Linked DNA regions of Anas platyrhynchos: region 2 is linked to region 1. Evidence: chromatin contacts called from public Hi-C data. All regions are on one chromosome and are shown on one strand. Each heading gives the region's core, a stretch centred on a gene start, on an enhancer-like site or on the middle of the called end of the contact. The rest is flanking DNA. Distances are from core to core; before and after follow the strand shown.

Evidence for each region. Hi-C and Micro-C count contacts between places; a contact is called where the count stands out from the background.
Region 2: a contact with region 1 is called in a Hi-C map of liver, with 4 times the contacts expected there. The contact joins the enhancer-like site here to the promoter of WDR19 in region 1. A contact is called at or near these places in 4 of 8 Hi-C or Micro-C datasets (liver, skeletal muscle and subcutaneous adipose tissue).

The regions. Positions count from the first base shown.
Region 1 is chr4:56,150,394-56,153,156 of IASCAAS_PekinDuck_T2T, forward strand. WDR19 (WD repeat domain 19) reads right to left here and starts at 1,317. Exons shown (of 36, transcript XM_038178023.2): 1 at 1,090-1,317; 2 at 1-52. The coding sequence starts at 1,311. It overlaps KLHL5 (kelch like family member 5), which reads right to left. Exons shown (of 12, transcript XM_027457237.3): 12 at 1,467-2,763.
Region 2 is chr4:56,311,026-56,313,788 of IASCAAS_PekinDuck_T2T, forward strand. No RefSeq gene overlaps it. Among named protein-coding and RNA genes, the nearest start is that of TLR1-A, 6.0 kb to the left of the region's middle. Within about 2 kb of position 1,371, at least 1 of the 8 cell types and tissues checked has an H3K27ac peak or open chromatin away from gene starts, as enhancers often do.

The DNA.
Region 1 (2,763 bases), core at 67-2,566:
CAAACTGCACAGAGGAACCAGACCATGATTTTTCTATTAGACTGAAGACTTGCTGGGGAACAAAGAGAGGGAAATTGCACATCTTATCATCACAAACATAAAACAATGTCAGAACTTTCTACGTGAAGAAAAACAACAACTTCTGGATGATTCTATTGTACTATTCTATTGTACCAAAACGCCAAAGAAAAGTATTTTGGTTTGTGCTGGAAAAGTCAAAGTTTCTGGTGCTGGGTGTTTGCATGGAGAGCTACTGGGACTCTCACCACAACTACCATTTTTTCCACTTGGTGTTACTGGAATCAAAAGATTGCATGAGACTCCCCCCTTCACGTCTGAAGACTGGAATATCTAATTCTTTAAATTTCATGCATAAGTGTTGGACCAAATAGCGTCTTCAGTGCTTCAAACAGAGCTCAACATCTACTCCTTTGAAAGATGTGTAAGTATCTTGATCTCCCTAAATCGTTGGGTCTTAAAAGTTGGGGCTATGAAGTAAAAACTTTAAAAACTGTAAAAACTTTATTTCTCACTGAGTTTATTAACTTTCCTTTAACTTTCATACTACGCTCATACTTTTTCCATGACTAGGGTGTAGGATAAACCCAACAACTTTTAGGACTTTTTCCCCTCCCACATCATCAGCTAAACACCACTGTCTGGCGTCCCACAAAGGGCAGGAAAGCTTGTTTTTGTGTTGTTTTTTTCCCCAAAAGGTCTCTGCCCCTTCTTCTGAGGCATTCCTCACGCGGAATTTGCGTTTGAGCGAACAAAACGAGCAACACCACAAGCGCCGCGCGCCACGAGCACAGAGACCACCCGACAACAGCGTTCAATTGGAAGCGAGTTTAATGAAAAGACGCAAATTTTTAACCAACATTTAACCAACGATGACTAACGCGGGAGCACGGACGGGCTCCAGCGGGAGGCCCCAGGGCCGCCGGTAACGGCTCGGAGCCGCCGGGGGCGGCCATGAGGGGCGCGGCGCCCGCTCCCCCCCCCCCCCCCCGCCTCCCACCTCCCGCCTCCCGCCTCAGGCCCCAGCCGAGCGCGCTCCCCCTCCCCCTCCCCCCCCCCGCCCGGCCTCACCTTCATCGCGCCCACCGCTCGCCGCGCAGCGCCCCCGTGCGCATGCGCCGCCCCCCCCAGCCGAGCAGGGAGCCGGACCCCCCTCACCCCGCCCGGCGTCCGCGTTGCCAGGGAGACGGGGAAGGCGGGAGAAGGCCGGAGCCAATCAAGGGCGGTGGGCGGGGCCACGTCCCGCCCCGGAGCCAATGGGAAAGCGAGGCCTGCGGAGGCGGTGGCTCCCATAGAGTCGTGCGTTACGCACACTGCGTTACGGGGCGGCGTAGGGGGCGCAGACTGCGCAAGTGCTGGCAGGCCAGGACGGCCGTTTGTAAAATCGCAATTATTAACATTAGAGTTACCCCCCAAAAATACAGAAAAAAGGCACTGCCCGCCCAAACTGAGTTTAAGTTCAGCTGTATTCAGTTTCAAACAGTGCAGGTTTTGTCACAAAGTTTGGCGCTTTCCTTTAAACCAATAAATAGTTGGCCGAGAGCACTGACACACGTCCATTTATAATTACAAACGTACAAAGACTTTGGGTGGCGGGCGCTTCGATTTGGGAAACATTCAGCGAGCTCACATCTCCACATCCTCCATTACAAGCGACCGCCTACTGTTGTGAAAACGGGGGGGAGCAAGGCACAGAAAAGCAAATACAGAAAGACCGTCAGAAACATTCAGCCCCTCCAAAGCAACTGTGCGACAGAGCAGAGGAGCCAGACAAGGCAAATCATAAAGCCTCTGAAAAAAGTTAACTGTTAAATAAGGTGGCTGATATGATATAATCCTGCCAGGAGCACACAGCTCTCCTCTAAGATGCTGAACATGCTTAAGTGGTGCTCGTCGAGCATCTTGTAGGACTGGGCCGTTTACGTTTTGAAATCATCTTATTGGGAAGAAAAAAAAAAACAAAAAACAGACAGACAGACAACAGTTTCATTTCATCTTATAAAATCATACTTCTCAAATTAGTGCAAAGCCTCATGTAAAATACAATTAAAGAGAATCAAAGTAGACTCTTAGTCTAGATGCAATGGAATGCTTTGAAAATTCCAAAGTGCTCTTATTAAACTGGTTAACTTCTAATTACACTTTAGAATTTTTTCAACTAATAACTCATGCTTACAGCTTTTTCCTTAAAAACAATAACAATGTAAATATAAGAACCAAAGTAGAGAAAAAGGTATGATGTTTTCCATCATACGGAAAACCTTTAAAAAAAAGTACACTGGATATCAAAAATCTGCAGATATTATTAAATAGCAGATTTCTGTTAGCATAATAAGACAATATTTAAAATAAGGCTTTGGTTAAATAAAAAGTCTTCTAAACTAGGAATGATGATAAAAGTGCAAAAGATTCACCAAATACACAACTTCATTTTTAAGGCAAGCATTACACCTGCCATTTACAATGGTTTGCATTGGTTTGTCAGCCTGCATTGTAATAGTTCAGATACCTATAGCAAAACATGTTTATTATAGGCAAATTAAATATATGGGGCTCAATCCTGGAACTTGTTTCACCCAGAGATAGACTCAATGATATCAGTGGAGCCATATCCATTAATAGCATCACTCCTCTGCATTTTAGAGGGATCAAGGCCCTAAATAACATTTCATTATCCCAGTGAGTTCACAATGAGTTTGCTCATTTCTTAGTATTTCCTCAATGCAAGTTGTCCTCTGGCAACAT
Region 2 (2,763 bases), core at 121-2,620, 160 kb after region 1:
AGGGCTCCTCTGAGCTTTGCAGCTGAGAATGCTACAAGAAAACCTCTTCTCCTCCCTAATAGCAGGCTTCTTCCTCTCCCCTCCAAACCTTTAAAGTCTAAGGATATGACTAGCATTCATAATTAGTGGAAATCTTGCAATGAGCACACATTGCCCTGTCTACACAATGAGAAAAGAAGAAGTAAGATTTCTCAAATCAGACTTTCCGGTCTCCATAAATATAATGCAGTCAGCAAGCTGTTTTTTTTTTTTTTTTTAAACATACTAAATAATGTGTGTGGTATTCTGGGCCTGTGAAGATTGCCTCGTATTTTAGACTGTTCTGAAACTGAAGTTATAAGTAAAAGTGAAAGAAATTATTTGTTTTCTCAGGTTTGCTAAGTATATTGTTTCAAGTTATTAACCCTGTGAGTGCCCTTTATCCTCTGTCCTTCCTACCTCACAAATCTTTCATACCCTTACCAAGAATTTTAGTTATTTGCACACTGTAGCGTACCCTGTATCCATGTAAAATAGACTTTGGGGTTCTTTTCTTCTTTAATTTAACATTTAATGGAGTTTCTCATCACTTCTCTGTTGGAACTTTTTTCCCCCTTCCCTAAAGCTCTTGTTTCTGTTCAGTGAATTCATAAAGTTGTGTTTTTTTTTTGATTTGACCAAATGTAGAAAATTAGGTTCTACATAAACCTTCATAGGTTTCATTAAGCAAAGCGTGTTCATAGAGTTGTTTCTTGGAGAGTTTTCAAAACTTACAGGATATGAATATTTGGTTAAACTCTTGAAATATTGTCACACTAACATCTGTTTTCATAAAAAAGAATTTAAGAACTGCTGTCACTGCAATCACAGGCCTGAAAGCACACATGAAAGCAACATCATGTATTGACTTTGTTCATGTTTTGTCAAACCAGAATTTTAACTATAGAGAATACGTTAAATGTGTTTTCATGGCTAAAAATCATTGTAAGGACACAAAATCAATCTCGAATCTTTGAGTAGGTTTCTGTGTGATAGGATCAGACTCTGTGATGGAAGGTGAGACAGATGTAGCAGCTTCATTTCTTAAATGTGCGTGGAGAAATATTTTCTTAAAGTACAATCTCTTCATCGTAAATTTTGCTATTTTCCTCAGATAAAGGGTGACACCCAGTGGCCGATTAAATTATCACCGACCGTTTCCTAAAACTGAAAGCTCACGCTAGAATACGTACAACACATTTTTCCACTTCATGCTGAAAATACACACATTTTTCACTAGCAAAACTGAAACAAATGATCATATTGGTCCAGAAAACTCAGGAGCCCCTTGAGATGTGTGTGGAATACATCAGACGAGGGAATTTCCCCAGGTCGGGAGACAATCTTCCTGGTTGCAGCTCTCCTGCTGAGTCAGTGGTGGTGATTCAGTCCCGTGCTCCATAGCTTGCTCCTAATAAGTAGGGTGTAGAGAGCATATATTCATGGAGTTTATTCAGAGCAGATCACAAACTCTGCCCGGCCCTCTGATCAAATTGCAGGTGAGGTGTCAAAGCTCCCAAATCATGATTACCTCATACTTCTTTGTGATAACACACTCCTTGAATATCTGATCCTATTGACTCAGGATTTATTTTCCATTATCTAATTGAAGCAGTTTTGGGGAGCAATAAATACCATCCTTTCTGTACTTTTGGATAACCATTCACTCTAATCAAATATCATTAGATGTCTCAATTTTTCTTTTTCTGGTGGCAAAATATAAATTATTGAAAGAACGGAGATGAGAAAGTTAAGGGACGCAATGACACTTAGAGAAGGACAAAAAACCTAAATAACTTCAGAGAAAATGGAACAGTTATCTTAAAAATCCCTAGTTGCTAGGAAAACACATTTTTGTAGAGGCAGATTCAGCTATATATTTGTTTAGCATCCAGAGACTTGGAGCTGAGATAGGCTCCTACAGCAAAGTACACCAGAAGGTGTGAGCTTGGCGTCTCATGGCCTACCGGATCTTTATGAGGATGGGTCATAACTTCTAGCTGGTGTTTGACATCTACCAGAGTTTCTAAAAAGACACAGGCTGCCCTCAGTTTTGTGCCAGAAGTGATCTCACAGCTCACAAGACGGTTACAATCCACCCCTGGCATCCTCCGGCCTGTAGTCCCATAGCCCCCCTGGGAAAAAAAAGCCTGGTGGCCTAGGCCAGGCCTGCGCTTGGCTCTGCTTTTGCTGAGGTGAAACACATGGGACCAGAAGCAGAAAGCCCCAGATTAAGTCAGTTTTTCCTTTTTGAACATCTTCAGAGACTTTAAGCTCTGGGATGTTTTATATTTAGTGTTTGTGATTCTGTCAGCTAAATGGCACAAAATCCAAAGCATCTGTCACAGGAGTAATAGAAACTTGTCAGACAAAGTCACATCTGTGCAGAGTAAAGTCTTAATTAGCTTGCTTGAGAGTCACAGTCATTGTTCTGGTCTATACCACTGTATATACTTCCATTGCATTGGTAGGTCAAAGGCTCTCCAGTAGTATGACAGAATCTCTTTATCTCCAGCCAGTAAAACAAATGACACATGGTGTCCATATAAAATAACATACCCTACTGCCCTCTGGTTTTGTCCTGTTTTAGCAACACCGACAAAATGTGTGATGCAAGGAAAATATCAGAGATCTGAGGCATTGTTGGGAAGAAACTGCCTCTTTCTAAAAATTTCAAGCTGATTAACATTATTATATGATTTTTTAATGTTGTCATAAAACTGAAAACGTCAATCCCTTTTATTA